2 separate regions of the Gossypium hirsutum genome follow, and region 1 is linked to region 2. The links are chromatin contacts, called in public Hi-C maps. All regions are on one chromosome and are shown on one strand. Each heading gives the region's core, a stretch centred on a gene start, on an enhancer-like site or on the middle of the called end of the contact. The rest is flanking DNA. Distances are from core to core; before and after follow the strand shown.

The links. A called contact is a pair of places that touch in the nucleus more often than the background predicts.
Region 1: a Hi-C map of leaf shows a contact between it and region 2, with 2.7 times the contacts expected there. The contact joins the enhancer-like site here to the promoter of LOC107924016 in region 2. A contact is called at or near these places in 2 of 34 Hi-C or Micro-C datasets (both in leaf).

Annotation. Positions count from the first base shown.
Region 1 is chrA12:77,396,584-77,401,944 of Gossypium_hirsutum_v2.1, reverse strand. No RefSeq gene overlaps it. Among protein-coding and RNA genes, the nearest start is that of LOC107923960, 4.2 kb to the left of the region's middle. Within about 2 kb of position 3,949, at least 3 of the 9 cell types and tissues checked have an H3K27ac peak or open chromatin away from gene starts, as enhancers often do. A contact at or near this core is called in leaf, where this site is marked.
Region 2 is chrA12:77,006,104-77,011,650 of Gossypium_hirsutum_v2.1, reverse strand. It overlaps LOC107924016 (CCR4-NOT transcription complex subunit 1), which reads left to right and starts at 3,399. Exons shown (of 51, transcript XM_041082731.1): 1 at 3,399-3,659; 2 at 4,293-4,590; 3 at 4,699-4,927; 4 at 5,072-5,411; 5 at 5,489-5,547. The coding sequence starts at 3,561.

The DNA of each region.
Region 1 (5,361 bases), core at 2,700-5,199, 390 kb before region 2:
TTAATGCAATTAAATTCCACTTATTATAATGTTTTCATTTTTTGGACTTTATTGCTAAAAAAAAAACTCAACCTTCAAAATTAAGCTTAATTACTTCAAAATAAACGTTACATTGTAGCTCAATTCAACCTTTGTTGATATAAACTCGATTTTATTATCACTATTATTACATTAATAAAAAATGCCGAGTTTAACTCTCAATGTTTTTTTTGATAAAAAACGATCCGAGAGTCAATCTCATTTTATTGCTTCACGAATAATAATATTGTAGATTTCTATCGAATAATTCATATTAAAAATGTCGAGTTTAACTCTCAACGTTTATATATTAAAAATTAGACTTATTTTTTAGTTAAATTTTATTTTTAATTTTTAAAAAAAAATATATAAATGAAAGTACGGACTAAAACGTTAAATTTTTAAATAGGTAGCTTGTATAGAAATCCACGTGTACTTTGTGCTAGTTTTTTGAATTTTTATAATTTTTCTTTTAATTTTGATTTTTTTATTTTTTAAAAAAATATTTTTATAAATTTTAAATTATTTACTGGTGTGATATATATGATAAATAATGTCATGTCAATATAAAATACATATAAGTTGTCATGCTAATATCGTTAAAAAAAATTGTCATGCTAATATCGTTAAAAAAATTAACTTTTTTAAAGATTGAAGCACAAATTTAATAAATAAAAATAAAAATCAACTTGATAAATGATAAATTTGATATTAAATTTATTACATTCAAAATCTATAATTAAGTTAAATATTTTAAAAATTAAATTTTCAAGTACCGTATACCCAACTTTGCAAAAAAAGGCTTTAAGGCCTTACAAAAATGCCGTAAAAAGAGGAAACACCCAAACTTTAATTAATTCTAACCTAGCAGAATTAATTTGCTAAGCCATGCGTGGCCAAATTGGGTGTACAAGTACATACACCTTGAATAATATTTACATCTTTTGGCCTAACTTGTATATCGTCCCCAATTATTTATTACATGCAGTTAAATAATATGCTTATATCGGTTAAATCTTAACTCAATTGCTATGGATATTGTTATCAGTATAGGAAGACGTGTGTTTGAGTGCATTGAACCACATTATTCTCATATTTATGAGTTAGGGAGAGAATATAATTAGTTTTAAGCATTATGTGAAAAAAAAATAGATATAACCAGAAGTTATAATAAAATTATTCAAAAAATAATATGTTTTATATAGAAGGGAAATGGACCCTATAATTGTGGATCGTTGTGTGGTATGATAAAATATTTTTCCTTTTAACCTTTATGCACTTAGGGTTTAGGAAATACTTTTTTCTTCGATGGCATACATTAGATTTTGTCAGATATATGATACGAAAAAAATATTTTAAGTTAAAAATATTTTTTTATTAAATTTTGTTAGAATGATGTGATCCAAATTCCTGTTAAAAACTAGGGTAGGGACCATGTGGCACAAGTAGAATCCGTATAGAACTACTTTTAGTCTATTTGACATTGATTTAGTCAAAAATCCTCTTGTATCATTCAGTTCTCAACATTAGTGAATTTCTCCTTCTCTACCCATAATTTTTTCTCGAAAGGATTTCCACGTAAAATTTATTTGCTTTAATTTTCTTTTCTTTTCTTTTGTTTTGTGATTGTTCTATATTGCCATTATTGACGTTAGTTTTAACAAATTTATTTATAGTGAATATAGGTAGAGTGGTAATGAATTTGTGGGTTTTTTTTTGTGATAAAAAGAAAATAACACTTAGTTACATAGGATTATTTTGAGCAAAAACACAACAAAAACTTGCAGGTCTTCCTTTCAACCAAAAGTCATTTTAGATAGGTGATCGACAATATGTATTTTAATACTATATATTGAACACATGTTTTATCTTTTAGATTTATAATTTGTAATTGTTTTATTTAAAGATAGTATAAAAATATGAAAAAAAAATAAAAGTATCATAATAATATTTAAAGATAGTTTCAAAATTGAGTTGATGACCAATCAAATTAAGAGTGACACTACCTTAATAAATTCTTAAATATATATATGTTGACCAATCAAATTAAGAGTGACACCACTTTAATAAATTCTTGAATATATATATATATATATAAGTTCACAGCTTTAAATCCATGCTTTCCCATCCATATACGTACTCTAAATGAAACAAATGGACCAAATCAAAAGATACGTTAAGCGAATAAAATTGGTGGCACTATATCTTTTCTTTGCCACTATCATGGGGCCTATGAATCCAAACAAATTTACTCTTATAGAAGATTTTAATTTTTTGTAATGTATAGTTATTAGTTTATTGATATGGTATAAAATTATATATAAATCGTCAACGTATCAAATATAAATTTAAATTAAAAAAATGCTATTCGATGTGTGATGAAATATAAACTTGGCTCGTTGGTTGTTGATTAAAGTTTTGGACAGCTATGGCTACATATAACATAAAGAAGAGATTCCACTTACATCAAAGTAGTTTTATATTCTTTCATATATTTTTGGACGATTAATATTTTAACGATTCAATCATTGAATTTATCAATATAATTATATTTGTTATGCATGTAAATTTTTAAATCGATCCATTATCTCTATCATAACGATCTACAATAATGCATACATTAATTTTTTGATAGTGGCAAAGAAAATTTTAAGTTACATCAAATTTGACATACATGATCTATATAAATGGAATATAAAATATGATGGTTAGATTGTTAAAATATTAATTGTACAAAAATATACGAAATTACGTAAAATTACTTTAGTTTTACATAAGTGGATCCCTTTCCTATAATATATAGACCTTTTTATTAGATGCAACATAGAAATAACAATAAATATTGGGTGTAGTTATAAGACACATTGCATTTTAAAAAAAAGAACTTTAATTTAAGTCTTAAAAATAATATTATTAAGAGAAACAACTACAAACCCTAAAAATTTAATCTTTCTACAATACTAAAGACTCATATATAGAATAAAATTAACTAAATTATCATGTTAAACTAGATCACTCAACATCTATATATTCATGTAAATATTTGTACATTCTACCTACCAAATCTCGTAAAAATCTACCATGTTTTGGTTTGTCATCACATCACAAGGCATGGTTTCCTTTTGGAATCCCATCCCTTGATTCTTATCCATCCACCGACAATAAGATCCCTCCCACTAATCATTCAACTAAACCCTAATTATTATAACACTATCCTTCATCTTGCTTGCATATGGTTGAATCAAATCTTTGTCTCAAGGAAAACACACACACACACCCCTATATATATAATACCACTTAATGGTTTAGATAATCATAAGAATGGCTGACATCTTTCTTTTTGTATACAATTAAAAGAAAAGGGTTGTTATGGTGTTATAATTGTATTTTATTATAAAAAATTATTTGAAAAAATATAGTGGTTTTTTTAGATTATTTAAAATAAAACTTTTCTTTCTTCAAAAAATGATTTTATCATGTCATATGACAGATTTATTGTATATGTGATACATTGTAACTTTAAAAAAGAAATAGATTATAATATGTTAAAATTGACATGTAATAATCTCGATCAATATTATTATTATTTTTAAAATTTAAAGTATGACACATGTCACATACATAATAAACTCGTCATTTGATATTAATATAAGATTTTTTTTTAAAATTTAAAAAAAAATCTAAAACTCAACATATTTTTAAAAATTTTTTAAATATATATTCTTATAAAGCACTGCTAGATATATATATATATCTTTAATGGTGGATATACTACTTGGACCATACTTTTTTCATTGAGTGCGAAATATTATTGATTGTTTATAGCATATATCGGCTTTGACTTTTGGAGTGGAGGTCACGTGGGAGAGGTGTGGTAGTTCACGTGCACGCATCATGTGGGTACACTGCCACGTGTTAACACATGGTCCCATAATTGCACGCGTGGGGTGTTACTTTGCCTCTCCACGGCCAGACATCCACTTGTCTACAATCATTGGATACCCTTTTCCAGGATTTCATGCTTTACTTAGTCATCTTCACGCGCTTAAGATGTTTTCTTTGACTTGCAACATAGAAAGTTTGGTTCGAAGATTCGACGTTATCCATTTACCTAATTGCTTTATCTATTTTTGCAATTGGGAAACTTGAAATTCCTCTACTCGGATTTTGTCTACTTAAATTAATTGGAATGAGAATTAATTAAGTTATCAATTTAAAATAAATATTAGATTAATTGAATTGTTAATCAATTCATTTTTCTCTATTTCTTTAAATATTTTTATTTTTTTATTCAGTTTAATCGCTTTTAAAAACTTTGGTTATTCCACTTTCGTAATACCTCCACATGTCACCTATGAGCATCACATCATTGAGCACACCTTTGCCATGAGCTACCTTCGACGGAAGTAACTAGAGGCCTTCAATTGTAATGGGACGTCTATTGATTACCAAGCCACCTTATATTGTCACGTCACTGATTTGCAAGGAGATAGGAATCCTATGTTACCTAAAATGTGAATCGGTCCAGTACGAGGAATGAAAACGAGAATGCAAATCGCTAATTGTTTAAAACGTAATTTGATAGGGGTAGTCTTATTTGAATCATTTAATAGGAATGTAATACAATTTTTTTAATTTGCTTAATAAGAACCAAATATGATTTATTAGGGTAGTGTAACACCCCTCACCTGGCCCGATCGCCGAACTCGAGTTACGGAGTGCTACGGAAAAATAGAGACATTCATATGCAAGGTCATCAAAGAAATCTATTTTAAAGTCATCAAAATTCTTATTTAATCATACATATATATTAGAGGTATAAACATATATGAGACTAATCCAGGTTTACTAATAATGTTGTTTAGACCATGGTTAGTCTCAATATTTTATAATTCTTTACAAAAACTTTTAAACAAAACGCGCTAAGGCATTCCGTTAGAAAAATAATCGTTCGAGTCTATCCGCCGCACGTTCTTATTAATTTATTATTATTCACTCAAATAGTCCGCTTTTATAAGTTCGCCAATTATCCAACATGAGTTAACATATTTAACTGGTGCAATTATTTCCATTTCAAGCATACTAATTGCCTATGCCAACATTGGATAAGCATCACGAAAGAGTAAATACATACATATATATATAACGATCAGTACATTAACCTTTATTTCACATTCAATTTCACAAAATATACCTTATATACATGCCACTTGACTTGATGTAGAGTTAAAATAATTCTATCATAACAGGAGTTGGATAATATGAGTTGTAGATCAATTCGACTACCAACACATGTTATAAATCACATTCCACATGTGATTTAGGCACCATTCCACATGTGAT
Region 2 (5,547 bases), core at 2,150-4,649:
AAGTAACATTTATTTTTTAAAAAAATATCATTTGCTGCTTAGTAGAGTTAATTTTTTTAAAGTTTTTATGATTATATAAATGAAATCTTTTGTTTGGAATTGAACTCCTACTAAAAAAATAACTTTTTAAGACATTTTTGTATAGAAAATGTTAACTTTATTATAATTTGGACTTATTTTATTATTTTTAATAGTATATGAACTAAATTGATCTAGTTAATAATAGAAATACTAATGTGATCCCATCCCTATGCAACTTATTAGGGTTCCAAGTTGAATAATAGGACTAATCTGATCCAAATTATTCAGGTAGTAAGCCAAATTTGAGCAAACATTTGACATCCAAATTAAGTCTCAGAGTTTGGAAACCAATTTAGAATCTAAACCATAATTTTACAAACGTATGATGCAAGTAACCCTAAATTAGAAAGCTTGCACCTAAATTGTATCCAAGTTTATATCTTACTATGTTGTGGAGAAGGAAGTTGCATTTTAAAAATAGGTGAGAGTTTTATTTGAATACCACCCTGGTCCATAAAGACGACGCCAAAAGGGGCATGCAACACCCTAGCCTCTCAAAGGATAAATTATTATTTTAGTCCTTTGAAGATTTTAAAATTATAAATTAATTTAATAAAAAAATACACTTTGGCCCCAAAGATAAAAAATTTCCAGTTTAATTCCTTTAAATTCTAAAATAACAAATATATATAATGATGAAATTGTACTTTGATCTCTTTCAAATTTTATAATTTAATTTGAACCGAAAATAAACTTCTACTTTTATCTCTGTCTATCCAAGCAAAATTAATCTCTGGCACCCCAAAAATAAACTTCTAGTTTTATCTGTCTATCCAAGCAAAATATATATAAATAAAAAGAAGTCGCGTTTTAAAGTAGAATGGATCGGAAGCCCACTTAACATAATTAGACAACAAAACTTGTGAAAATGAAAACCAAGGGTGGATATGCATTAATGTCAAAGTCGAACATCACATCTATTGGGCTCCAATATCACAAGGCTGAAAAGCAAGGCAACCCCACATAAAATCCCCTTCTAGTATGCCATTTCCCCCCTCCTTTTCACACACCCTATTGCATTGCATTGCATTGCCTACTGTAATTTCGGGGGGTTTTATTCCATACACTTTGGGGATACATAACTAGACCCCAAAACACCATTATTATGGACCCTGGAGAGAGCCACCTTGATGTACCATTTTGCAATAATTATAAGCTTGCTTCTTTTGGTGGTCCTATCTTAATCACCAATGTTTCAATATGAAAAATATATTTCAATGCACATAAGGTCCCCCATCCACCTGCCATTACATGTGATGGTGTGAATCACAATAGATAACTATGGGACTCACTAGATTTAATTGAACGAAAGCTTGGGTCCGACCCAGATTCTAATTATGCGCTTTGTAAATTCATGCACATTAATTATTATTATAACCTACCAAAATTGTCTATAAATTATCATATCTACTTTATATCTATTATTCAAAAAAATATTCTATCTTGTCCCACTTCACATCCTTTTTAAAATCTTTTTCTTCTAATTTCGGAATAAATCAATTCAAAATCTATAGTACAAGTTTTGCTATCAAAATGAGGATCCCTAGTGTGAAAATCTCAATGGGCACTGCCCAAGGCCGAAGGCAGAAGCAGGAGAAATGGGCCTAAGCCGCACATTCATGGCAATCAAAGACGGACCCTAAAGCTATTGGGAAGATAGTGTTTTGGGCGCAGCAGGCTTGACTAAAAGCCCACTCACTGCTTGCTTCATTACTTCATTGCAACATTTGATCTTTGATTCTGGTAATTTTTCTCAATTTAACCTGTGAGTTTGTAGTTCGTTAAAGTGTGATATCGTGATATTATGAGATTATGCTAAGTCTTAACATAAAACTTTTAAGAAATTTAAATGAAATCTAAAAAATACCAAAAAAATTGTAAAGAATTTTAAAAAATAATTTCAAGTGATGATGTGTCACAATTTCATAGTACAACGTCATCATATTTTAATAGAATTCAAATTTGTGGATCAAATTGAAAAAAAAAACTGCAAAATTCTAAGACTAATATGGATGAAAAATAGTTTAAGGACCAATGAGTAAAAAATGTTTAGTTGAGCGGCTAAATGTTACTTTATTGCTTCATCTAACATTTTAAAAAGCTTCATTGCTTCATAGAAAGTAATATTTAGTCCTTAAATTTAGTAATTTTTTTATAATGGTCTACAAAATTTTTTTGGTTAGCATTAGTGTTAGAATTTGATAGTTTTTTTCAATTTAATCTTTAAACTTGAATTTTGACAATGTACGATAATGTGGTACTCAGATATTGTGCACATAATCACCTTATTTTTTAAAAATCATTTGCTTTTTTATAATTACTTTGTAATTTTTAGATTTTGTATATAATTTTAAAAATAAAGTATACAATGAAGTAGCGTAATAACAAAGTATCATGTAGCAGTTTAATTCGCTTAGTATATTTGAGGCCATCGCTTTACTTGTGAGTTGCTTTGATTGGGACTTAGGATCCCCTTAAGGTTAGTTGGGCAATGTTTTTGAAAAGTGCTATGAAAAGGTACTTTTGAGAAGTGTTTTTGAAAAGTTTGATTTTAAAATTGAGTGTTTAGCATTGCTATCAAAAAGTATTTTTTGAGAAATAAAATGTCCATTTTAGACATATTATTATCAAGTAACAAATATGCATTTAAATAATATTTAAATTAGTTAATATTATTATATTCTAGTAAAAATATAAAAAATATTATAACTTGTTAATATTTTAATATATGAAATATAAATTTTAAAATTTTTAAGCAATAAATATTAATTATTTATAAAATTTATTTAGAATATATAAACTATATTTTAAATATTTAAATATAACCATTAAATATTTGTAATTAGTATTTTAAAAAATATTTTTTATTTTTAATTAATGATTTTAACACATTTGTAATTAAGCACAAAAAAAAGGAAAAGTATTATGTTATTTGAGGGGTGAAAAAGTAATTAAACACTAAAAATACTTTTAGAAGAGAAAAAACTAAAAATTTTAACAAAAAATAACTTATTTAGCACAACTCATTTTTTAAAAATACTTTTGAAATAAGATGTACTTTTTTTAAGTAATGCAGGATAGGCCTTAATCCTCACAATTGGACTTATGCTGGTGCATACTCACATTGAACATCGGGATAGGACCAAAGTGAAAAAGGTTTCTACGTTCAAGGAGAATATGTCCAAAAAAAAAGTACATAGATCCAATCGAGAAACGTTAACAAAGTTCAGGGACTAAATTTGTTAGTTTCTTAAAGTTTCTTGTAGAATCGTGACCCGCATGTCACTTTGCACAAAATCATTTGTACTCTTCGTACACACACACACTCTCTCAGAAGTTCAGCGCTCACCTTTTTTTTTCTCGACGGTTCTCTCAATATCCCCAATCTTCAAAGCCTATCATTTCCCTAATCCATTCCCCTTTTATCTTCTCACTAGCTTTTACCATCGAAAAACACTCGCGATCTATCTTCACTCACCATGCTCGAGCTTTCCTCCACACTCTCAAGCCACGTTCGGTTCTTGCTGCAGTCCTTGACCGAAGCCAACGCTGATTCTGTTTTTCGAGAACTCTGCCAGGTTTTTTATTTTTGGTCTTTCGCTATCTAATTTTCCTTACGAATGCCAATTCGATGGTTTTTTAGGTTACATTTGTATTGATTCGTATGGTCACTTAAAGAAAACCCTAGAATTATGCAAAACTTGACGTTAGATTTAATGTATTTATTTAATAGAATTAGATTGAGTTACTTAAAGAAAACCCTAGAATTCGCTTGATCACGTTGTAACTCTTTTTTTTACTCAATTAGTTAGCTTGGTGCTGTTTGAGCCATAAGAATCCATATATATATGTATTACTGAAATGTATTGGATGTTAGGATTTCTGTTGATTTTCTTGAAGAAAAATCCCTAGACTGTTGCCAATATAATTTGTAGCTAATAATTTTGTAAATTGATTCGGAGTTTCACAAGTAAATTTAGATTTAAAAGTTTATGAGCTAGAAGATGTACTCTTAGGCTAGCAAGTCATGTTAGCTAGTTTCTAGTTGCGCAGCTTATCTAGAAATGAAGTGTGAATTTACGAAGAGCTATATGCTCTTATGGTGGGGTGTGAAAAGTGATATCTAGCTGGTTGAAATGGGGGCTGTTATGTGATTCTTTTCTATTTAATGCAATATTCTGGATAACATTTGGCCTGTTGATTCTTGATAGTTCATTGAATATGGAATCGAAGGAAACACTCTGGTGCTGCAAACCTGTTTGGATTGCTTGAGTTCTCACAAAACAGATTCAAAGAATTTGCAATCTGAACAAGTTGTAGCCTCAATTTTTAGACATGCTATGGACAAGCCAAACTTTTGTACTGTCTTCTGTCAGTCCCTAAGAAGTATGGATATCAGCGAGAATTTCCTGGAGAATTTCTCAAAAACACTGGAGTTATCTCTGTCTGAAAAAATTGCTGTTGGTCTTGCTTTATCTGATTCTGAAAATCCAGAGACAAGAATGTGTAGTAAGTTGCGTTGTTTTCTTAAATGGATGTACTCTTGATTTATTTTTGTTTTCTTTTTTTGACATGGTTGATCAGAATGATGAAATTGAAGCTTTTGCACCTTTCTAGGTAAGAATTTTTGTATGGCTCAGATTGAGGAATTGCAGTCTAATCCTGCCTGTCCTGATTCTTCCATGCAAATTCAGAATATGGTTATGTTCCTCCAGTGGTCCAGTGCTTTTTCCAGGCACGTAGATTCCTTTATGCAGATGTTATCTCTAGTTCAAGCCAAAGATGTTGCACAGTTTGTTTTAACTCCAATACTTTCAGATGAATTGCGCGAGGCTAATTTCTTAAGGTGCTAATTTCTTCAGGCTCCGTTTCTCATTTGAACAAGCAGTTAATCTTGAGAGCTTTTTTATTGTGTTGTTCTGTTTATTTTTTTTTAAAATTTCATCATGTTGTGATAACTCATTTTTTATTCCCTTTCTTCTCTCTGCAGGAATATAGATTTCTTCGATGAATCTGAGGAGAATGATTTTGATGCTCTTTTAGCAGAAATGGAGAAGGAAATGAGCATGGGGGATATCATTAAGGAACTAGGTTATGGATGCACCACTGATGCTGCACATTGCAAAGAGATTTTATCTCTTTATTTACCTCTGACTGAGGTGACTATATCTAGGATACTTGGTGCAATTACCCGCACCTATGTTGGTCTTGAGGACAACCAAATTGCATTTTCAACATTTAGCCTGGCCCTTGGTTGCGGGAATTCATTGGATTTGCCTCCATTGAGCTCATGGAATGTTGATGTTCTTATAAAAACTATAAAGCAACTCGTAAGTTATACTATTTTTTTTTGCTTTCATGTTGTCTTTTTCATTCTAAATTAAATCTATTTTCTTTATATTTGTAGGCACCCAATACCAACTGGGTTCAAGTTATTGAACACCTGGATCACGAGGGGTTCTACAT